Linked DNA regions of Mus musculus: all the other regions are linked to region 1. A link is a contact called in public HiCAR-type and promoter capture Hi-C data. All regions are on one chromosome and are shown on one strand. Each heading gives the region's core, a stretch centred on a gene start, on an enhancer-like site or on the middle of the called end of the contact. The rest is flanking DNA. Distances are from core to core; before and after follow the strand shown. Region 1 overlaps Itpr2 (inositol 1,4,5-triphosphate receptor 2). Region 2 holds the start of Lmntd1 (lamin tail domain containing 1). Region 3 overlaps Gm38475 (a long non-coding RNA gene). Region 4 holds the start of Tuba3b (tubulin, alpha 3B).

Region 1 (5,611 bases), core at 819-3,318:
TTAACCACTGAGCCGTTTTTCCAGGCCCATGAGAAGAGCTAATTTTAAGAAGTAAGTCTTATAGGCCTTAGGGTCACGGAAAGAGAAATATCCTAGAAGATGGGGATCACTGCCTAGGATGGAGCACAGGCAAACGTATGCACACACCATGCTCAGGATACAGTTTGCCGTGTGTTGAGTTTCCTGTTTGTGAGGTATGGAGGCTTGTTTCTGTCATCCTGGAGTATAGATTTGGAGAGTTCAAACTATCTTCCCAAGGTATGATAGTCAAGGCTGTGAGAGTGGAATTCATCCCTGAACTTACTGGCTTGGGGGTTTTGATGAGAGCTGGCTCACTCTTTGAGGTGTACCTGATGTGATGACGTTGGTGAGCAATACCCAAGACAGTGAGGTCCGTGGAAGAGGACTGTAGCTGTCCAGACCGGAACTTCTGAGATGTATTTGAGATATATCTGATCAAGGATAACTTTGTATGTCTGTCATAAAACCCAAACTAAAATGTATCAGACAGAAGGTATAGAAGAGAGGGCGTGGAGACCTGGGCTTTGGAAAGCTTTGGTGATGGGCAGGCCATAGGGACTTGAGGATGCTGCTCTCTTGCTGGTCCCTGTCTTCATGGCTCACCTCCTGGTAGCAATATTTACATTGAAATCTTTTGAAAATCACTTACTATAGTGGGTGCTGTGGAGGAGGACAACTTTGTGAGTGAGGCTGGATTAAGCTTAGGTTTGAACCAGGCTTACTTGCCTATCTTGTCAGGCCTGGATTCATTTTTTAAGCATAAATTATTTGCACAAACTAATAGCATTATTTGTGACATACTTCTGAGTGTCTATAACATATTTTGGTTGCTCCAACTTCAACACCTGTGTATATGGCCTCCCTGCCTCCTTAGATGTCAGTGGGCAGACCATAGAGCAGGGCTACAATTGAGATGCAATATCACAAGTTACCAGTAGGCGTCACTGTTCCATAAATGATGTCTCTTGGAGTAGCTGAGTACAAACCTTTAAATTATATAAATGTTTTCATTTCTTCTCATTGATACTTTGAATTCTCACTATATAATTTTAAATATTCAAGCCAGGTGAGATCAAAACTGTTTCTACCTAAATCTAGTTCAGGTTTTATTCAGAATTCTAGTCATTGGTGTTATTTTAAACAACTCTTCCCCTGTTTAATTTTAGCTACTGTAATATTAAATCGCTTCCTTCGGTATTACTTTGGTATTTAATAAAGACATAGGTGCATCTTGGAATCCTGAAAAACACATGTTTGTCACTTCTTCTGTGTGTTTGTGGGTAGTCTCTGCTTTCTCTTCATGTGTCAAGTTCATACCATCGCAGGTTGCCTGCCAAGCTCTTGTTTTTGAAAATAGCAGGCACACATTGATTGCTTTATACCTGGGTTCAGGATCTTTGTATGTAGATAGACTTTTTTTTTAGAATGAGAATTCGAATACAGAAAAGGATAGGTGTCCATTTGGCATTCAGTGCTTTTTCACTAGGGCCCAGCATTAGCATAAGAGAAGGCCTGGGGGTGCGTAGATGCTCAGTCACATTCACCACACTCATGTGAGCTCAGCGTTAACAGAGTAGCATCACCAGGAAACTAGATATACTCATGATATCTCATGATAGTGCGTGTTCTGTCCAAGCGCTGGGAACAAACCATGTGTGTCTGGAGTTAGTTGTTCCTTGGGGCTCACATTTGGAGAAACACTTATGATTGACAATTGGTTATACTTACTATAACATCTTAAATAAATTATCCCAATGTAGCCACAATCTAAAAGTTTATTTGAAAGGGCAGGGGGAGAGTTGTACAGTGTACATTTGACACCTGCTTTTGCTGTGGCTTGTGGTGACTTCTGTCCTGATATGATCTGTATACAGTGTGATCACTTTTAAAAAAGACCTCTCCCTACTGGTAGGCAGGAAACCGTGTCTTGTGTTCACTGCCAAGAAAGTCCCCAGGCACATGACAACACATGTGTACACTGCATATCAGAGCTGCAGGGTGTGGTTGGAGGAGACACGGACGGCTGAGCCACTGAGGCGGCTCTGCCAGCAGCAGCCTGTGGTTATGTAACTCCTGCAGTGTCTGGCGCTGTGCTTCACTGGAGACAAGTCACGTGCTGTGCAATGCCATTGCCTGAAATTCAGTTGCTCTGAAGGATCCGTGAGTCTGCGTGAGAGAAGCTTTGGCCGCTCTGTACTAGAAAGCAGATGTTGATCGGCTGCACATAACTGATGAGTGTGCACACTAATTCCAGCAAGGACATTTGCTGTCTGTCTGTCTGTATCTCATTATGCTCCTGAAGAGAGAAAATTAAGTATTATGTAATACGGACAAATAATGAAGTGGAGGGAAGCAACTCAGTCCTCCTCACTAGAAAAACTTGTCCCACATCACTTAAAAATATTTTTATGATGATTCAGCAATTAATGCAACAACAACAACAACTATTCCTACTACTACTACAAAAGTAACATACTGGACATTATTTTTGGGAATTTGTGTAGGTAGCAACCAGTATTTTCCCCCAATGCGTGGTCTATGAAGGAAAAAGGAAATTTGCAAATTTTAAGGAACATTAGTGAGAAAAAATTAAATTATGAGTTCAAGTGGACTTTTCTTTTTAAAAGATTTTTATTTTATCTTTGTTTGTGTATGTGCATCTGCATATGCAGGTATCCACATGGGCCGTGGAGGGTGCCAGACCCTTGGGGCCTTTGTCCTTGTGGGGCCATCTTTCCGGCTCTTCAGATAACCTAGAAGGTTATCTGAAGTTAGAAACTTTGGGCAGATTTTACTTTCTTTGTGAGAGTTGTGGAATTGGGACCAGTCAGAAATTCACCCTTATTATATGGCTGAGACTTCAGATTGCATCTCTCAGAAGGAGATCTGGAGTCTGCAGGAAGGCAGCGGTCGGTCGGTGTAGGGAGAGAGGCTGAGGGTTCATTTATCTTCCCTGGGGCCTCACAGAGAACCCAGAATACAGCCAACTTGGGCTCAGCTCTCCTGACCGCCTCTGGCTTCCTGCCTGCAGGATTTCAGCAGTCAGACCGATGCTAATGGCTGTGAGTAGAAATCAAAGGCCCTGAAGCCCAGACTCAGTCCACTCTGCTGTGTCAACAGGGATTAGCTGTTCAGTTCTGTGATTTTGGGTAGGTTCCTCTTAAACTGTAACAAAACCAATGTTGTTCATTTTTTTCCCTCTTGCAAAAGGTCTTTTTATTTTTCTCTTATTCGTTAAAACCTCCGGATGGGAGTTTGTTGAAATCCCCATTTTTATTCCAACCTTATCGTACATATGTGGATTCTGCGTGTTGTTTTCTAACACACTCAAAATGAGATTATAACAATCAGCTCTTTCATAGATGATCTGACTTAGGCGGGACATTCGACACACGTGTGTGATTTACTTTCCTGTCAGCAGAATGCATGTTTGTAGGAGGCATGATCGTTCCACTGGACCAAAGGGTAGCAGGGCAGGGTTAGGCTGCTAGTGGTGATGGGATATGGGTTTCAAACAGACCATTGAGTGTTTCACATGTCTGTGCAAGTGGTCCACACCAACAGTGTGCGAGCGGTTCACACCCACGGCTGCAATTTAGGGCAATGCTGATTAATTATCCTTGGGATGCGGGTCCCAGGAGGTCTGCTTTTGATTTAATTTATCTAATATTCATGTGCATGTGTCTGGTGCACATGTGTGTATATGCATGTTTGCATGTGTGTGGTGGACTCAGGCTTGCATGGGTGCATGCGGAGGCTGGAGGTTGATATCAGGAATCATCCCAGCTGCTCTTTCATACCAGACACAGGTTTCTCAGCCAGACCCGGAGCTCTCCCGAAAAGGCTAGTGTCTCTCAGCTTGTCCTGGGGGTCCCCTCTGCCTTCTGAGGTTGTAGTTACAGCTCACCTGCCACACTTGTCTTCCCGAAAGAGTCTAGGAATCCAAACTCCAGCCCTTACACTTGCATAGAGCACACACTAGCTGCCTAGACAACTCCCCAGCCCCAGCGATGCTCCCTAGGTGGCTGTGATGTGAGACTCATGTCTACTTCCTGTCTAATATTCTCACCTTCAGGGACAGCATCTCCACACCTCTATTTATGCTGTGCTTCTGATGTGGATGGATATGTTTGGCCCTCCTGTGGGTTCTACAGAGTGAAAACATTTAAAAGAAAAATTGAACCAAATAGTACTTTTTTTTATTATTTTTTATTCCATAAAGAATGTAGAATAGGGATTGGAGAGATGGGTCACTGGTTAAGAGTACTTGTTTTTGCAGAGGACTGTGGTTTAGTTCCCAGCACCCACATGGAGGCTCACAACTGCCTTTAACTCTAATTCCAGGGGATCCAACTCTTTTTCTGACTTCTGCATGTTCCTGTATACACATGTGTGCTCACATACACGCATACACACACACACACACACACACACACACAATAATAACTCAGAGACAATTTCAAGTTTACCAGTGAATATATGTACGTTATATGCAAAGACCATGCTGTTAGGCCTCCAATGCAGGTATGCACACACACACACACATATACAGCATGAGTGTGCGTGTGTGTGCACATGTGCTTATGCCGCTCATCTTATATATTTAACCAAACTACACATAACTTATCCTTGTTGTTTCTTGGCAAAAGCATAGTAGAAAATATCTCTAGTCAAGACAATCATAAGCTATTCTGCGGCTAACACAGTGCTGGTGTTCTTTAATAGCTGAATGGCATGTGCTATAAAAAGGCTAGCTAGCCTCCAGGTCTGCAATCGAGACTCTCAGTATAACTTTGTTAATGAGCTGGTGATGGAAGGGCAGCTTGTTATCCTCAGCTACTGTGGTTTTCCTCTTACATCTTTACGCAGCAATAAAGGAGCTGGCTGTCCTGCATCCTTCAATTGAGTCTGGCTTTTTGTTTATTTCTTTTCTTGGCTTTATTTAAATGATAATGCAGATCCAATAAATGGCTTTGGCCAGGACTACCTAAGTCTCCTTCTTTCTTTTTTCTTTCCTTTTTTTAAAAATTAAAATTGGTTATTGTATTTATTTACATTTCAAATGTTTTCTCCCTCCCCAATTTCCCCTCTGCACCCCCCCATCCTTCCTCTTCCCCCTTCCCTTGCCTCTATGAGGGTGCTCCTCCACCCACTTACCCACTCCTGCCTCACTGCTTTAGCGTTCCCCTACACTGGGGGCATCAAGCCTTCACAGGACCACGGGCCTCCTCTCCCATTGATGCCAGATAAGGTCATCCTCTGCTACATATGCAGCTGGAGCCATGGGTCCCTCCATTTGTACTCTTTGGTTGATGGTTAATTCCCTGGGAGCTCTAGGTGTTTGGTTGGTTGATATTGCTGTTCTTCCTATGAGGTTGCAATACTCTTCAGCTTCTTCAGTTCTTTCCTGATTCTTCCATTGGGGTCACTGGGCTTAGTCAGATGGTTGACTGCAAGCATCCGCATCTGTATTGGGCAGATGCTGGCAGAGCCTCTCAGGGGGCAGTTATACCAGGCTTCTGTCAGCAAGCACTTCTTGGCATCAGCAATAGTGTTGGGGTTTGGTGTCTGCAGATGGGATGGATCCAAA
Region 2 (5,611 bases), core at 2,011-4,510, 840 kb after region 1:
GAAAGTGAGCCTTGACAGACCTCAGAAACTGATGTTGCCAGGGTGGAAAAGACAGTGTGTCCCACTAACACCTGGGAGAGGAATGAGTCATTTCTACCTTCAGGAGAATCAGAAATAATGTATGAAAAAGACACATGGTAATAGCGTCAGTATTTATAATAAAACAAGAACTACATTTAAAGGTATTGTATTTAGTCCTCTATAAGGTAGGCATTTGCTCTGTTTTGTGATGTGAAGGCTAGGCTGGACGTTAATGAAGAGTTGGTTTTGTTTGTTTGTTTGTTTTTGAGGTAGAACCGAGAGGGTAGAGAAAGGCACTGTTCATTGGTGGGAATCGGCAGTATCAAGGCGTGGGTGTTGGGAAGCCAGAGGCATCTACTGGCACCGTGCAGGTCAGTGTGGTTGGAGCATTGGAAGGGTCAAAGCCAGTTACAAAAGAGCCACGCGTGCAGGCTGTGCCGGAGCAGCACATCAGGAAGAGACAGTAAGACAGGCCTGCTGGTCCTTCTCATCCCTGCAGCCAAACAAGAAGCTGGGGTTCTCTGTGGGTGTAGGGAACCCAAACTCAGGTCCTCCTGTATGCATGGCAGGCCGTCCCATCCCTGATCTCTTTGCTGTGACAGTGAAGGTTGGAGGTGCCCTTTCCTCACGAAGGACATAAGAGTCTGAAAGGTCCTCATCACTTCTTCTAGTCTCCATCTTAAATGAGGGTAAAGCTTCCTATTTACCAACTGAAATCTGTTTATAGTTTGTCTGAATACTGGAAACAGCTTCATTTATTAGTGCAATGGGGTCTCTTTGGGGGACTGTACCCATCATGGACACCTGCATCTGTAATCAATAATGAATAATAATTGGCAGTAGCAACCACTGACCAGTTAGCTATGCAGGAAGCAGACAGGGAGAGGCGCCTAGGTCGTGGCCCCTTCACTGCCTGCCTGTGTCTCCATTCGGGGCTGACTTGGATCTGTCTGCTCCTGTATCTATGCTTGACTCCATGGGTACAGGCTTCTGATAACTCCTGTTTTACTCCTTCAACCCAGGGTCTATGAACAAGGTTTGGGCAAATTACCTGAAATTTTAATCTCCCAACAAATGGCCTCCTGGCCTCCTTTGTCATTCTCAGGCAGCCCCTCATGATTGATGATGCCTGAGGTAAAACAGCGCCTGCATCTGAGGCTGAGTTACTTCCATGTAGACAATGAAGGAGTGAGAGGAACCCACACCTTCTTAGACTGGTAAGATGCCATGCAGTGGGAGTCCATACTGTGTGTGCAGATATGAAGCTGTATGCCGCGCTCTGAGCCTGAGGAGAGGGGGCGTGTTGGGATACTTTTTGCCATACTCCTCAGGTTTATGTTGCCCACATGTGTACCCACTGCTGGAGATGGAAAGGAAAGCCAGTGTACACAGCCCTCCTTCACACAAGACATCCTAACTATATTGCCAGTTTAGCTGGGCAGTGGTGGTACATGCCTTTAACCCCAGAACTTGAGAGGCAGAGCCAGAGGTAGGTGAATCTCTGTGAGTTCAAGGCTACCCTGATCTATAGAGCTAATTCCAAGATGGCCAGGGACACACAGAGAAACCATGTCTCAAACAAAACAAAACAACCAAACAATGATTTCATGAACCCCCTGATGAGCAAACACTCTCCACATGTGGCAACTGAAGACTTTAACATGAACCCAGATCTTTGTTCTCATCAATGATTTCAAAATTGTGCATATGTAAGTATTTGCCTAATATTTTAAATAGAAGAAGTGGAATTTCCCCACATTTAATTCTTGCTTCACTAGGACAAAAAACACAAGATATGAAACATCTTCTTTGTTTTTAAGTCAGGGTCTTCTTTTGTAGGCCTGGCCTAGTACCCTCCGTACAAACCAAACTGGCCTTGAACTCATGGTGACCCTCCTGCTTCTACCTCCCAAAGTCTAGTATCACAAGCAAAACTCAGTTCCGTGTTTTCTATTCCCTATCTACTCTTAAAAGGGCTTAATTCCCCATACAAACTTCTGGAATTTTTTCTCCCATAGGGGCTAAGGTCAGAGATAACCGAGAAGCGGGAGAACGGGTGATCTTAGAGCAGAGGTGAAGAAAAGCAGGGTTGATCCTGTTTAGAAATGGATAGACTTTCGGATCCAGGAATACACTGGGCAGGAGTCAACTGGGGAATGAGCGTGGGAACAAGTCCTTCAAAGCAAAGCAAAGGGCGTAACTCCTGCCCCAAGCCCTGGTGCAATGCCTTTGGCCAAAGGTCACGTCAGTTAGCTTCTGCATTATCAGAAGGCATGCTCCCATCTCTCTCCCACCGTAGCTACTCCCCTGTACACACCCAAATCTTACTTATGGTGACAGGACCCAGGCTCAGATATTTGCCTGGAGAAGTGGCTGGGCGTCGTTTTCCCAGCTATTGTTTGGCCATGTCCTTCCTGAGCTAGAGGGAATAACAATGGTGATGAGAACTGTCTACAGCCTGGTGGATCCCCTTTTTCAAAATGGTGAGCAACAGATCCCAGCAGGCATATATGGTCCCTCTCAGTAACCAATGCTTACTTCCTGGGGAGCTTAGGTCTGCATTATACAAATGTAAAGCTAGCTTTGAATTCATATGTATTGTGAAGCTAGATTTCAGACTCAAGTTGTCATTTATTTTCCACAACTGTGACTATCTGGCATGTCAGGTGCTGTGTGGGAAAGCTTTGTGCCAAGAAAGAGTATGTCAGGTCCTAGTGAGTCTAATACTTCTGGTTCCTGTCCAGTAAAAGCCAGCCCTACACACACCCAAATCTTGGCTCCTCCCCATACACACCCAAATCTTGGCTCCTGACCCTGTGTTCTCATGCAAAATTCTCCTTGTGCTCTATTTTGTCCTTGCTTCAAAATCACTGGCATTGTCTCCATGGCAGCAAAGAAGGAAAATTGGTTTTGTTATAAAAGTACAGTAGCTTAGGCAAGGGAGCAAGGAAAGTCCACTGACGGAGTGGATGCTGAAGCAGTCACACAGAGCCCACTGCCCAGGAAGTGGTCACTGAAGTGGCCACACGTAAAGTCCACTGCACAGGGAATGGTCCCTCAAGCATCCACACGTAGTCTGCTGCAGGGGGAAGGCTGGCGCAGTCACACATTCAAAGCTTTCAGAAGCTTTTCTCAGTTGATAAAAGTTTCCTCGGAACTATGAAACCATGAATAGAATCTCCGATAAGACAAATGAGGTCATAATGACCTCATGAGAGCATGTAACAGCTGAGAACCCACACAGACTGGAGGAGGTGGGGTAAGGGGGAAATCAGGAAATGATCAATCCATTCTCAGCCCTTCCCATAAGTCTCCCAAGGAGATTGTTACCCAGTAGGCCTATTGTGTTCAAAGGGCACAGGCTTCATCTTCAAGGTTGAGAAAGTGTAGCCAAATGTTTACTGCCTTCCAACTTCTTGTCCTTTTTCAACTTATTAACAATTATAATTTAAATCGGAAAGTGTGTTGTCTTCCATGGGAAGAATTGCTCATTTGTAGCACCTAGCTACCGTTGGTTACATAGTAGATGCTCTCTGATAATTTCTAAATGAGTTCATTCATTCCTTTCATCATCCATAATGTATGTAACAAATGCATAGATGCCTATAACTTCATATCTGGTGACTGTACTCTCCCACCACCATTTTCTATCATAGAACATTAAGTGTGGGCTTCTACACAGAGAAGAAATGAAGTTAGGGAGAGTTTTCCTAACTTGTGATCTTGGTATAACTGGAAGGATTCCAGTTATTAATTGGCTTTGGTTATCCTCACTAACAAACTGCCTTGTGCCTTAAAGTTACATGGTTTCCATTCCTGCCCCAGTTGTTTTCTGTATAGTCTTTGCTAGAGGGAGGGGGAAAGCAAAGAAGAGAGAAGAGTTGTGAAAACATGAGTTGTGATAGGTTCCAACATTTATGTACTGCCCTAGGTCCTCAGAAACCCACAATGGACCACTGAACATGTCAGCCTCTGAGGGAGGTATGGCACTCAGTGTTGATGGTCTACAGACTTCACTACAGCAGTCAGCGTTCAGAGCTGGAAGCTCTGTAACCATGGTGACATGAGCCTGTTCTCTAGAGGCAGTGGTGGCCAGATGCGAGGTCGTTGGTTGTCATAAAGGCTGAGCTGCTCGCCATGGTCTCTCTGTGGTTTGTCTCAGATTCTTCGCCCATAGAGAGAGGCATTGAATACGTCGACTCTGACATTTCTCGTGAGAATGGTCTTTCTAGTACCAGTGTAGCAAAGGAATCATAAAATTTGATAAACTGAAGACAGTTGGATTAGCAGGTAAGATCATCTTAAAAAGAAAGTCCCCCTTGAGCCTCTGCTGTGGTCACTGCCTGAGGCCATGATCTCTTTACCTAGGGAAGAGAAGAGGCACCTCCTCTGCCAGCCATGATGAAGGAAGCATCGGAGCCTCTAGCCAGTGTCACCAGCATCAATAAGCAAGACAGTAAAGTACAGGATGGAGAGATGTAAGAACACACCAACTGGGGCAAGCGGGGTCTGGCTTACAGTTTGGGATGGAATACATACCTCAGTGTTTAAAAATGACTTAGGTGTGGGTGTCTCGCGCCTTGGCAAGTAAAAGTGCTTGCCTGCAAGCCTTGTGACTGGGATGTGGTCCCAAACCTCTGTCATGGAAGGAGCTCCCTCCCCAATAGTAAGTACAATAAAAACCATCTGGGAAGTCATTAGAACTACAAATTCCATAGGTTTCCCAAATATAATGACTCACAGCATCAACTATTTTCCCAACCTCTGTTTTATAAGACCCCCCCCCTCCTCTAAGCAACATAAAGAATTGCCCTAGACAGAACTCTTCCATAAAAACCTGGGTGGGATTTCACAGCTGCCCTTTAATGGACCAAGGCCATCAGCTTAAGAGCTTGTCTAGAGCAGGTGTGGAGGTGTGGCAGCTCACACCCATGTTTCCCGCACGCTGAAGGCTGAGGAAGGAAGCCTGGGCTGCACCACAAGATGATCTCAAAAATCAAAAGCTACACAGAACCACCACCAATAGCAAACTGCGAGGTGAACACGAGACCATTAGAATTTGCTCAGGGAAGTGTTGGTGGGGGCAACATGCATAATAGCCCCTGCTCCACCACAGCTGTTAACCATCTGTCAGCTGAAGCACTGGGGTGGGCTTTCTTTGGTTGGCTAACAGAAGCATTCAGCTCTCAAGGGCACGTAACCAGAAGCCGTGCATCACCTCAGACTTAGCCCTGTGTTCACCATTCAGCACCCGGCACCTGTCTGTCATGAGAAGCTGGGACTGTCAGTATCTTCAAAGCCGCATGACCCAGCCCTCTCAAATGCTGGCCTGAGCTCCTGCCATTGCTCCTGGCTTAGCATCTGTTATCTATAGAGGAAGGAAAATACAGAGAAGGAGCTGGGCAAATGCCAGGACTCAAGGCAGTAAGAAGATTCCCTTCTAAAAGCACCCACAGATGGGTGAGCACAGGGCCCATACACCCAGCTGTAGCCTAAGAGCCAAGTCCTGGAACCTTCACTCTTCCCAGGATGTGTGCAGCCATCAGACACTTATTTTTATTCTTTTCTCTTCTTTTTTTTTTCTGAGACA
Region 3 (5,611 bases), core at 2,305-4,804, 680 kb after region 1:
AAAGTACATTTTTCATATAATCATTTCTCTGGTTTGACCTATGGTGAATGTGGCCTTGTGGGGTCTGACTACAGGAAGGGCAGTGGTTCTAGGGTCTACCTACCCAGGCTGGGAATTTAAGATGAAAGTCAACATGACTGTCATGCATTTTAAACATGGTGCAATTGTTATCCTCATTTGCACACCAAGAAGACAGGATTCAGAGCGACTCCTGTCATGGTGGTCCTGGTGGAGGAGTTAATGAAGGACTGGGATTTACGAAGCTTCCGCTTTTACGACTCCACACAGACAGCCCGTCTAAACCAAAGCTTCACTCTAGGTGATTAATTTTATCTCAGGAAGTCAGGGGCCTGCAAAATAGCCTGCCCAAGGTTGTTCTGAAGATTAAGTGTTAGGGCAGGATTTAAATCGGAGTCTGTCTGCGTCCATGGTTGGCTGCTCTCCATGTGAGGTGTGTCAGAGTATTCTACTACATACTGGACCTTGCAAGTCCACTGGGCTCGTGGCTGCCCTGGGAGGCCTGAACCTGTGCCTCCATACCAGCCTGCAGGTCAGAGCCACTTCACTCTGTGCCATTACCCTCCCTGGGTCCTGCATCTTACAAACCACAGATGCCTCTGTGTGTGTGTGTGTGTGTGTGTGTATGTGTGTGTGTATGGTCATTGTTAGGTCACTTCCTCTATAGCTCCCCACCCTATTCTTTGAAACAGGGTTTCTCACCACCCTAGAACTTATTGATCAGCCCAACTGGCTTGTGGGAAAGCTCCAGGAATCCTCTTATTTCTGTCTCTTTAGTGCTGGAATTATAGGTTCATGCTATTATGCCTAACTTGTTACATGGGTGAGTGCTAGAGATTTGAACTCAGGCCCTCAAGTCCTTTGCCCACCGGGTCATTATAACTGAAGGAATGATATGGCAAGAAGTATCCTAGTCCGTTTTGTTGACTCGACACAACCTAGAGCCACCTAAAAAAGGCTTGTTCCAACAACGCAATGATTTTTCCAGATCAGGCTGGCCTGTGGGGATGGTCCTGGTTGTTGATGGATATGGGAAGGCCCAGACCACTGTGGGCAGTGTCTTCCCCAAGTAGATGGTCCTGGGTTGTATAAGAAAGTAGGCTGAATGGGTGAGAATCACAGCTGTGTGGCCCTTGTGCTGCTAATATTTCTCTTGTCAGGTTTGGAATCCCTCATTCTGAATAGGCTCCAGCATATATAAACCAACAGATATGCAGCATGTGAGCAAATAAAACGTTAAAAATAAGGAACTGATAAGGAAACATAAAGAAAGAATATATTCAAAAGGTCTCATTGACAAGTGGGCAAGAATGTCTTCTTTGGAAAAAAAATAGGTCCACTGCTACTAAATGACCAACTCTAAAAGTTCAATGATCTATTTTATGTGAAGTGTGTTTTGTTTGCTATTGTTTTTGTTTGTTGCTATTCTTGTTATGTTTTGAGACAGTTTCTCCTTTCCTCTAGCCAAGGTTAACCATGAATTCCTGGTTTTCCTGCTTTATTTTTATTTAAACTCTGAGATTATACATTTGTGCAACCACAGCTATCCTATCATTAAATAATGATTTTCTGTAAAAAAAAAAAAAAAAAAAAAAAAAAAAAAAAAAAAAAAAAAAAGAAAGTAGGCTGAGCAGGAGCCAGATGGAGCAAGTCAATAAGAAGTGTTTATCCATGGCTTCTGCTCCAAGCTCCTGCCTTGGCTTCCCTCCATAATGGGCTGTAATTTGTGAGCTGAAATTTCTTCCCCATCTTGCTTTTGGATATGGTGTTTGTCACTGCAACAGAAAGCATCTAGGGAAAGACTCAGCCCACTGCCTTTAATGCAGGTCTTGCTGTGAGGAGCATCATGTGTCTGCTAGTTTAGAAACTCTTTTACAAACAGATCTGCGGAGTCATTTTTGAAAAGCGTACGGGAGGGGAAGGGGCTGGCCCTCAGCAGGCGGGAGCCTACAGTTCAGTAAATGTGGGCTGACTGACAGTGGAAATAAAACCTGGGATCACAGACACCGGCAGACGTAGTCTCCTTAGGGAGCGCACAGGCCTTTGGCACTTGCAGAGCAGTGTGTGTTACAGCGAGGACTGCTAAGACCAGGTCCTAGAATTGTTAAGAAGCCATTAGAGAGATTCTAGATAGAGTGTCTGTCTAGAGAGAGTCTAGCTAGGACAATTCCAGGAGACCAGTGGCCTGCAGTGTTGGTAAGGACTGCTTGTGGAGGAGGGTTTTCTAATCAGCTTGCCAGCAGCAAATACAGCCGTAAAATGGGAAGTAAGAAGTTACGCCTTGTAGAGTCCAGTGATGCTCCTCCCTGGGGGCCCATACCTCAGTCCTGAGCTTTCTCAGCAAACCTGGGGCTGACAGACCACTCACTCCTGGAGTGGCCCCAGCTGGCTGGCAGTGCATGAGGGACAGAGGGCAGACCGCGCCCACAGTTTGGGCTTAGTGAGCCTCTCCCAGAGATAGGGAACTCTGCCACACAGTTCCCTACCGAATTCCATCTTTCAATTCTATCAATCCTAATGACTGGGAGGAAAGCATTCCTGAAGAGATCGACCCATCTCTTTTCTTTCCAGGAAACACTAATCTAGGGGACACTACCGCAAAGGCATGAGGGTCATTTAGAGAATGTAAGGCTAACTTTTTCCTGGCAAAACAATTCTTCATACATAACTGTAGGGTTAAATGCCTGAGAAATTACATGATGTTAGGTATATGTTTTATGAATTTTAGCCAACCTCTTCTAAGAAATAGACCATTTTAAGGGTTAGTGCACAGCAGTCATTATCTGCATATCATGTTGAAACCCACAAAGCAAACATGTAATCTGGTTGGGTCACTCACACAAATACAACTACTGTTGCCAGTTAGGGGAAGTCTTACAACCAAAGCCAGAGAGAAGAACAGATTGAAACAATGTGTTTTCCTAGGGAAAAAAGGGGATTAGGTCCTTTGATCTACTGGAGCAGTCTCCCAGATCAACAGGGGTAGAATTGATTTGGTCTGTAAAGCTAGAAGATTAACTTCAGAGAAAGGCATGCTGGGACGTTTCCATATTCCGTTGGCTTTTTCATTTATGTTTTTCCTAATTTTCTGGGGAGGTGGGCACTACAGCTTCATTCCTCATCTAGAAAAACAAAACATCCCCTAACCTACACCGTGACCCTGACCAACAGCCTGCAGAGGTGAAAGAGCTCTCAGGATGGGGCCAGTTGTGCTTCAAAGCGGACCCAGTGTCCACCCTAGTCCAACAGACTGAGATGTCTTGTAATCAGTCATTTCCCTGGAACCTTAAACAACAAAAGGTAGCTCTCTCCTTCCTCCTGTCAGTCTGGTTTTCTCTCAGGATGGAAGGTCTCCAGGGCTCTTCCTCCTCCTTGCTGTGCCTATCTCAGAGGTGGCTCTTACAGGGGTCCTCGCAGGGTGTTGTATTAGAACTGAGTTATGGAGACTCCGTGTTAGGTCTGGGATGGAGTGTGTGCCAAATGGTGTCCTTCCCTCAGTCTATGTGATTTATTGCTTGCATTTTGCATATAAAATGCTTGTTTTTCTGAAACACAGATGGGTCTTCCTGCCTGCCTGCCAAGGAGCTGGTTCCCAGCTCAGCCTCACAATTTAGGCTGCCACCTTCCTCTTCATTGGTTTGTTTGTTTGAGACAGAGTCTCTTTCTGCCCAGGTAGGCCTCCAATTTGCTACGTAGCTGAGGCTGGCTTTGAACTCCTGACCGTCCTGCTTCTACCTTCCAAGCACTGGGATTGCAGGTGCCTTCGTTTGCTTCTGTTGCTGGGATAAACACCGCAGCCAAAGCAGCCTGGGGGAGGAAAGGGTTTACTTGACTTCCAGGTCCTGACCACAGTCTATCACTGAGGGAGGTCAGGCAGGAGCGCAAGCAGGAGCAGACTCAGGAACCGTCACGGGACAGTGCTGCCTACTGGTTCGTTCCCGGTGGCTTGCTCAACCTCCTTCCTTATACAACCCAGGACCATTTGCCATGGGATGGGACCACCCACATCAACCATTAATCAAGAAAATGTCCCATAGACATGCTCACAGGACAGTCTGATGGAGACAGTTCCTCAGTTGAGATTCCTTCTTCCTAGATATATTTAGGTTTGTGTCAAGTTGACAACAACTAACTGGTGCAGAATGTATGTATGTGGACGGCAACGCCTGACTCTGTCCACAGTTTTGACTTTGCACTTACAGAGCGAAATCCTCACTGCTAAGACCTAGCACCATGCTTTTATCAGTGCTGCCATTTCTAAGGAGTGTTTCTGAAATGATGAGCTAAAAGAAAAAAAAATCCTCTTGTGGTAATGTGATCAGAAAAATGACTCCAAATGGCTGTAATTTACTGAGGAGCTTCCTGTGGTCAGTGATTGAAGCAGAGATGGAGAACTGCATTCTGTTGGTGGTGGATCACTCTCATGGACAGCATGGCCCCTCTCCCTTCCCAGGCCCTCTTCTTTGGGAAAGCATGGTGATTAAGGTCCCAGACAAACTTGAGTTCTTGTGGCCTTGGCCACATAGCCTTATTTATCCTCAGAGCTAAGAAATCATGCCATGAATGAAGTTATTTAATGATAGTCATCTGTACTTTGTGAGGAAATAAAATTGAAAAGATTGTAATGGAGTTAATTTTAGGGTTTAAATACAAATAATCACATGGTTATAATTATATAACTCCATGCATACCATTTTACTGGACATTGTGAAACAATTAATGCAAAGCAGATTTCATTTTCACTAAGAACTCATGGCTTGCTCTGAATGCCATGCCTTTCATATGAACACAGGGAGGAGAGGAGCTTTCTCGAGTGACAGGCTGGATCGTCACACTCCCTCAGAGTTCAGAGGTCAGGGCTGCCATGTGCATTCCATCTAATAGAAAAGCAGTTATGACCAGAAATGTAGAAGAAAGGCTATCTTGTAAATTTTGTGAAGCACTTTAAATATTTTTTATCCCTTTACATTAAAGGGATGATTTTAATTGTTCAATTACCCCTATTTATTTGTGCACATGCCCATGGCGCATGTATGGAGGTCAGAAAATCAAGTATTGGAGTCAGCTCTCTCCTGCCAGTGGGTTCTGGGGATGACAACACATCAAGCTTGGTGGCCTGTACCCGCTGAGCCACCTTGCGGGCCCTGTCTATACGCTCATGACTCTATATGTGTATAACATTTAGAACTCCTGCCATGAGCTTTAATCTTCTGTACAGGTGCCAACAAGTAGTTTTTGGATGAAAGAATTCATAACTAAATGAAGTTTGGTGATTTATAGATGGAAAAATATAGAAAAAATATTTTTTGAGGAAGATCTTTATAGTAATATCCAGGAAAAGGGAAAGTTTGGGGCGAGTCTAGATATTTAGTGAGGGATATAAGCTTGTGGAACAGAGAATAGAGGTGCCGGCTTGTCTGAGTGTCAACAGAGATGGCTCCCACCACCTTGGGGACGTCACAGCTCTGATCCTACTACTCTGAGGAAGGAATACTTTCTACACTAACTGGAATTCCTTGATGTTTATAAATTTAAAAAGGAAAATAAATTGGTCATAAATACTGCCATTTTCTGTAACTAAAATACAACCTTT
Region 4 (5,611 bases), core at 1,921-4,420, 660 kb after region 1:
ACTTCCACCCCACATGCAGGACTTCCACTTCTACAAACTGATGCAAATTCAGATCGTCTACCATACAGACGCCGCACTGGGTTTGAATACAATGAAGACCTGTAGATGCATCTCAGTGGAGACTAGTAAAATATTTTGGTACTCATGATAGATTCTTGATTCTAACCTTTTTGCCAAAATAACTCCCCCACTACCTGTGACCCCCTTGACCGGGACAACCATCATATGAAGCCTCTTCTACAACCCTCTTACCAGTTTTCGGATCCGGTCCAGGACCAGGTCAACAATCTCCTTGCCAATGGTATAATGACCTCTGGCATAATTGTTGGCTGCATCTTCCTTCCCAGTGATGAGCTGCTCTGGGTGGAAAAGCTGCCGGTAGGTTCCGGTGCGTACTTCATCTAGAGAGAGAAAGACCATACGTAGTGTGAGTATTTCAGGCAAGGACTGTTCAATTCCATTAAGCACAAATGTCAACAGTTTCTCCTAGGAAATATATATCACTAAGAGTACACATATCATACAGCTCATACAACTTTAATTTTCTCACCCAACAAAGTCACAATTCTACATACTATGTATATGTACATCCTGTCTACTCTGCACAGGTCTCGGTGGGCTTTTCCGAGACACCCCAGTTTCCCAGGAAAGCCTCCACTCAGGCCCCAAGCACCTACCGACCACAGTGGGCTCCAGGTCCACAAACACTGCCCTGGGCACGTGCTTGCCGGCTCCAGTCTCACTGAAGAATGTGTTGAATGAGTCGTCCCCGCCGCCAATGGTTTTGTCGCTTGGCATCTGACCGTCAGGCTGAATACCATGTTCAAGGCAGTACAGCTCCCAGCAGGCATTGCCAATCTGGACACCTGCCTGCCCCACGTGGATAGAGATACACTCACGCTGGAAACCAGAACAGAAACATGAAACTGCATGACACACCTATACAATTTTGAGTAGTACCTTGGTGTCTATTTTCAAACTTTATTTCCAAGAATGCTCAGGCACTCCTTTTATCTCTGTTAAAACTGACTTCCACTAGGTATGGTTGTGCAGGATTATGGAATTCCAGTTCTCAGAAGGAAAGAGTAAGTACATTCAAGTCCAACCATATCTCAACACATACACACACACGAGAGAGAGAGCAGCTTGTTCCGCTCTGAACTCTCTAGTGATAATCCTCTTGCCCCAGCCTCTCAAGTTCTAGAATTAGAAATGTAAGCCATCACATGAGGCTAACCATACTCTTCAGTAGGAGTTCACCCCAGAGTATAAATGTTTGCCACTTTTCAAAATATTAAAGTTTAAGACTTGCACACCATACAATGTCGACAATTAGCTCATCATGGACAGTCACAGTAATTCTCTGGAAAATAATCTATGTGGTTTTAATAGTGGCCTGTCTAAAGGATAAGATATACTCTAATAAAAAAGACAGAATAGGTCCCAGGGTACCCAGCCCTAGCCTGGGTAGTCACTGTGTTTTTTATCTGCCCATCTAGAAAATCTTGCGTTCTAGTTTCCTGCCACTTTTCTTTCTCTTTTTTGTTTTAAGATAAGGTCTCACTATGTTTCCCTGGCTGACTTGAACTCACAGAGATAATTTGCCTTCATTCCTGCATGGGTTTCCACTGGCAGACTACATAGCCTGGAAGTCAAATAAACCCCTTCCTCCTAAAAGTCGCTCTGGTGTTTTTATCCCAGCAACAGAAATCAAGTTAGAATATGTTGCCAAATTCCATGCACGGCAAGGATTTCACCATAAGAACAAAAGGATGGGGGCTGAAGTGCCTTCTCAATACATTTCTTAATGAAAAAATAATGATCAAGCCAGGTGTGGTGATACAAGACAGGAACTAGCTCAATTATGAGGCTAAGGCAGGGAGACAAGTTTGAGTTTACCATGAGACCCTGTCAAAAAAAACAAACACATTCCGGCTGTTTAGACCTAGATCTCATTTGGTATTTGTTAGCATGTGTTCCTTTTGAGTGAATATAGATATTTTAAAAAGTTCCCTGCCTAGGGCAGGAGAGATGGTTTGTTTGTTAAGTTCTCCTCTTTCAGGGACTGCCCATGACTGCAGCCTCTGGATAGTCACTGCCCTCTCTGGCTTCTCTGGGAAATGGCAGTCATGAACACACACTTCCCAAAGACACACCTACACATTTTAAAACAAACCAAAAACTTAAGAAAGGTTCTCAGTTTTATGTTTTCCCCCTTAAGGTCTTGTAGCCTGTGCTGGTCTCAAATTCACTACCTCAGATTAGTCTTGGGCATCCAAGTTCCCTACCTCTGCCTGCATAGTGTTTGGGACTGTGGCATGCCACACCATAGCTCATATACCTTCTAAAGGGCACAAATGATTCCACTTATAAACCACCTAACATGACAAGGAGCTGCAGGCACAAAATACAAAAACTTCTTTGGGAAGTTTGGTGGCCAACATCTGTGATTCTGACAGAGAAGGCAGAGGGCAGGACTATCAGAGTCTGGAGGATTTCCCCCTGCACAGTAAGCTAGGGACCAGCAAAGGCCGTGAGAGACTCTTAAATTTCCAAACTGAAGCTGTCTGGGCTCGGTCACTTTCACTTTCACTTTCCTATGGTGAGCATTAGGCCAGAAAGCTTGGTAGCTTCTAGAATCTTCTGGAACCCAGGCGATTGATTGTTTTCTCAGTCAAGGGCACTGGCATCAGAAAACACAAAAGTTCCCTTTCCAAAAACCCATCTCGGCACTCTCGAGACTGGAATCGGACGAGGCTAAGGCTGGAACTCTTGTGCCTCTTTTGTCAGGTGCTGTTGGGCTGGGACTCCAGGCAGGTTCTGCACCCCAAGGTGCATCTCCCTCTTGAGAGAGTTTGGGCCATGAGGAGATGCCAGGCTCTGAGACCTAACACCCCCATCCCACCCCACCCCCTGCCGGGGACCTGGGAGAGGAGAAGCGGGCTCCCAGCCGCTTCGCTTGCTCACCCTCACAGGACCCCAGACTCTGAGGAGATGGCGTTCTCCCTCCCGTGGGTCCCACCCCGGTTCGGGCTGTTCTCACCATGCTGAACTCCTAGCAGAGCACCTCAGCCGATCCTCAGAGCTGCTCCTCAACCGCCGCTCGTGCGCCCAACGGTCCAGGCTGGATGCTCCGGGTACTTAACGCTTTCTCCCTGGATGCTCATTAGTCCAGAGCGTCTCGGGGGCAGGCTTAGGCGCCACGTCCTTTTTGCGATTGGATGTGGCTCAATTTGAAGCGGTGGTACTTTCTGATTGGATGTAAATTTGGCGGGAAGGCTCTGGAGTGGCTGGAGGGGAGAGAACTTAGGATCGGGAGACTGGAGGTCTGCGCATCCCTGACATCCGGCTTTGCGCAGGACAAGTGGGGTGCTCAAGCTTCCCTGGTCTGCGCATGCGTGACCTGGGGAGGGCTTTGCGGCTGTGCACTCCCCCCACCATCCTGCCATGTCTCACCTCGCCTCGTATTACCTGGTGCAGAGAAGATCTCTGGCCAGACCTAAGAGAAAGGCAGATGGCCCTTCTTCCAAAGACACGAGTTTCTGGGCACCAGTTATGTACATCCTGGGAAGCCAGCATCCGTTTGAGAGTCTTCCTGAACAGTCATCTGGGTTGGGGTATGTAGCTCTGGCTGGCTCGGGATGATGTAAGGTGAACTCTTGTCTTAGCTTGCATCAGTGCTGGGACTATAGGTATGCACTGTGCCTGGTGGGGATCAGTGGACATACCTTCCTTCCTCAGGATATCCAAATGCACATAATTGAATTGAAGGCTATATAGCATGTTGTGCCATTTTATTTTATTTTATTTTATTTTATTTTATTTTATTTTATTGGCATAAACTTCTGTATCCCACCCTGGACTTGACTCTCCCTGTAACCAAGAATGGATTTGAACTTTCAAATAGTAAAATGGAAATTTTACAAGCTAGAGAGAAATACTGGCTGTCCTTCATCCCTGTGTGTATACATTTATGATTTTTTTATGTAACTAGGATCAAACAAGATTTTTAAAACCACCTTGCTGAGATTTAGTTTTCTTACTGGTAATACAATTATTCTTTTAGTGTGTGTGATTCCATTAAGTTGGGAACTTCTAGGCTCAAATTGTGGTCACTCCTCTGGCCTCCTGAGTAGCTGGGACTGCAGAGATGTACCACCATACCTTGTTGATTTTTTTCTTTTTTATGGAAGAGAGTGTTTGTTTTAGCGCACAGCTTGGGGGGTACAGTCTGGCCTGATGGAGAAGCCATAGCTTCAGATTAAAAAGAAATTATTTATTTCTTGAGTCAGATCTATCCCAACCTGCCTTGAACTTGTGCCGTCCAGAACAGCCTAAGACTTTGATTCTCTAGCCTCTACCTCCAAAGTGCGGGTGATATGAACCTATGTAACTAAGCTCTGTATATACGGTATTGGGAATCAAACCCCATGTATCTTGGATGGCAGGTGAGTACTTTACCATCTTAACCATGTTCCTGGTCATAGGCACCCCTGTTCCCACATGTCTTGGTTATCTGTTAACTGTCAGTTTGTCCCAGATCAATCAGATAGGCCTGTGAGCAAGCATGTGGGGGATTGTCTTGGTTAGTGACTGATGTAGAAGGCCGCACCCGCTGTGGGTGGCACTGATCTCTGGACAGGTGGTGCTGGGCTGTCTATGGAAATTTAGCTGTGCAGAGCGTGAGCAAGCCCAATGAGGAACATTCCTTTTATGATCTCTGCTTCTTCAAGTTCTTGCTTGGGTTCCTCCCTGACATCCCCCAGGAATTGACTGACCCGGAAATATAAACCAAACAAATCGTTTCCTCTGGTTAGTTGCTCTTGGCCATGATACCACGGCTCAGGTCAGCATAAGCTGACAGCGGTGTTTGGTGGACAAATGAGTAAAGGGAGATGAATGGCTGCAGAGCAAGGAGGAAGGTCCTCGACGGGGAAGCTGAGGTGGAACGCTAGCTTTGAGAATCGGGAGCAAATGCAGGTGTTGGGGGTTGTGTGAAGGCCAGCGGCTGTGCTTTTCCTACCCTGCTCTGAAAGCAGCACGCAGCTGTGTGTGAAGCCCGGAATGAGCCCCCCTCATGGAGCTGGTGGTGGTGTTCAACTCTGTTCACCTGGACCTCCTACGGAGGAGAAACCCATCACCTCCACAGACCGTGATCTCATTTACACACCCAGGTCTCAGAAAAGCCCCTTTGGGCAGCTTCTCTCCTGTGGATGTCAATCCAGGTTCACAGTAGTGGGAGGTGAGTGTTTGTTCAACTTCTTATAATGACACACTGAGCCCTGGGAAAGAGTTTGATTGAACGATAACCCTATAAATATGAATGAAGAATAAAATCTGGGTCTGATTGATACTGGATGAGTGAACAGTTGATAAATAGAAAAACTGCTGTGGTAGATATGTTCCCTGATGGAATATTAGTTAAGCCAAACCGTTCCCACTATATCAGAAACTATAGTGTCCAGGTGTTCTCCCATACCTGTGTAATATTGGATGGTCTGTGTCCCCAAAAGACCTGGTGTCATTGTGGATCTGATGCCCCCTCTGTGGGCTTTCCTAGAGGCTCATGTAAAGGAATTCTGTAAAATGCAGATCAAGTTCGCTGTGATTT

The links. Promoter capture Hi-C pulls out the DNA fragments that hold promoters and counts their contacts. HiCAR-type assays count read pairs that join an accessible place to other places.
Region 2: a HiCAR-type map of fibro-adipogenic progenitors shows a contact between it and region 1, with 5 times the contacts expected there. The contact joins the promoter of Lmntd1 here to the enhancer-like site in region 1. A contact is called at or near these places in 16 of 484 Hi-C or Micro-C datasets (the AML12 cell line, B cells, the HL-1 cell line and 11 more), 4 of 115 datasets of contacts at active chromatin or transcription factors (embryonic forebrain, fibro-adipogenic progenitors, heart atrium and 1 more) and 1 of 9 other capture datasets (macrophages).
Region 3: a promoter capture Hi-C map of hippocampal neurons shows a contact between it and region 1, with 2.4 times the contacts expected there. The contact joins two enhancer-like sites. A contact is called at or near these places in 1 of 39 promoter capture datasets (hippocampal neurons) and 1 of 115 datasets of contacts at active chromatin or transcription factors (pancreatic cancer cells).
Region 4: a promoter capture Hi-C map of hippocampal neurons shows a contact between it and region 1, with 3 times the contacts expected there. The contact joins the promoter of Tuba3b here to the enhancer-like site in region 1. A contact is called at or near these places in 9 of 39 promoter capture datasets (the 3T3-L1 cell line, cranial neural crest, embryonic stem cells and 4 more), 1 of 115 datasets of contacts at active chromatin or transcription factors (large pre-B cells) and 3 of 9 other capture datasets (adipose tissue, embryonic stem cells and liver).

The regions. Positions count from the first base shown.
Region 1 is chr6:146,267,783-146,273,393 of GRCm38.p6, reverse strand. All of the region lies in intron 37 of Itpr2 (inositol 1,4,5-triphosphate receptor 2), which reads left to right. Among named protein-coding and RNA genes, the nearest start is that of Gm35596, 51 kb to the right of the region's middle. Within about 2 kb of position 2,068, at least 182 of the 459 cell types and tissues checked have an H3K27ac peak or open chromatin away from gene starts, as enhancers often do. A contact at or near this core is called in the AML12 cell line, B cells, adipose tissue and 10 more, where this site is marked.
Region 2 is chr6:145,432,574-145,438,184 of GRCm38.p6, reverse strand. It overlaps Lmntd1 (lamin tail domain containing 1), which reads left to right and starts at 3,260. Exons shown (of 10, transcript NM_028742.2): 1 at 3,260-3,280; 2 at 4,184-4,311; 3 at 4,390-4,499. The coding sequence starts at 4,420.
Region 3 is chr6:145,589,029-145,594,639 of GRCm38.p6, reverse strand. All of the region lies in intron 1 of Gm38475 (a long non-coding RNA gene), which reads left to right. Among named protein-coding and RNA genes, the nearest start is that of Gm38475, 22 kb to the left of the region's middle. Within about 2 kb of position 3,554, at least 31 of the 459 cell types and tissues checked have an H3K27ac peak or open chromatin away from gene starts, as enhancers often do. A contact at or near this core is called in hippocampal neurons, where this site is marked.
Region 4 is chr6:145,613,522-145,619,132 of GRCm38.p6, reverse strand. Tuba3b (tubulin, alpha 3B) reads right to left here and starts at 3,170. Exons shown (of 5, transcript NM_009449.3): 1 at 3,044-3,170; 2 at 678-900; 3 at 253-401. The coding sequence starts at 3,046. Gm38475 (a long non-coding RNA gene) reads left to right here and starts at 4,814. Exons shown (of 3, transcript XR_378153.2): 1 at 4,814-5,242.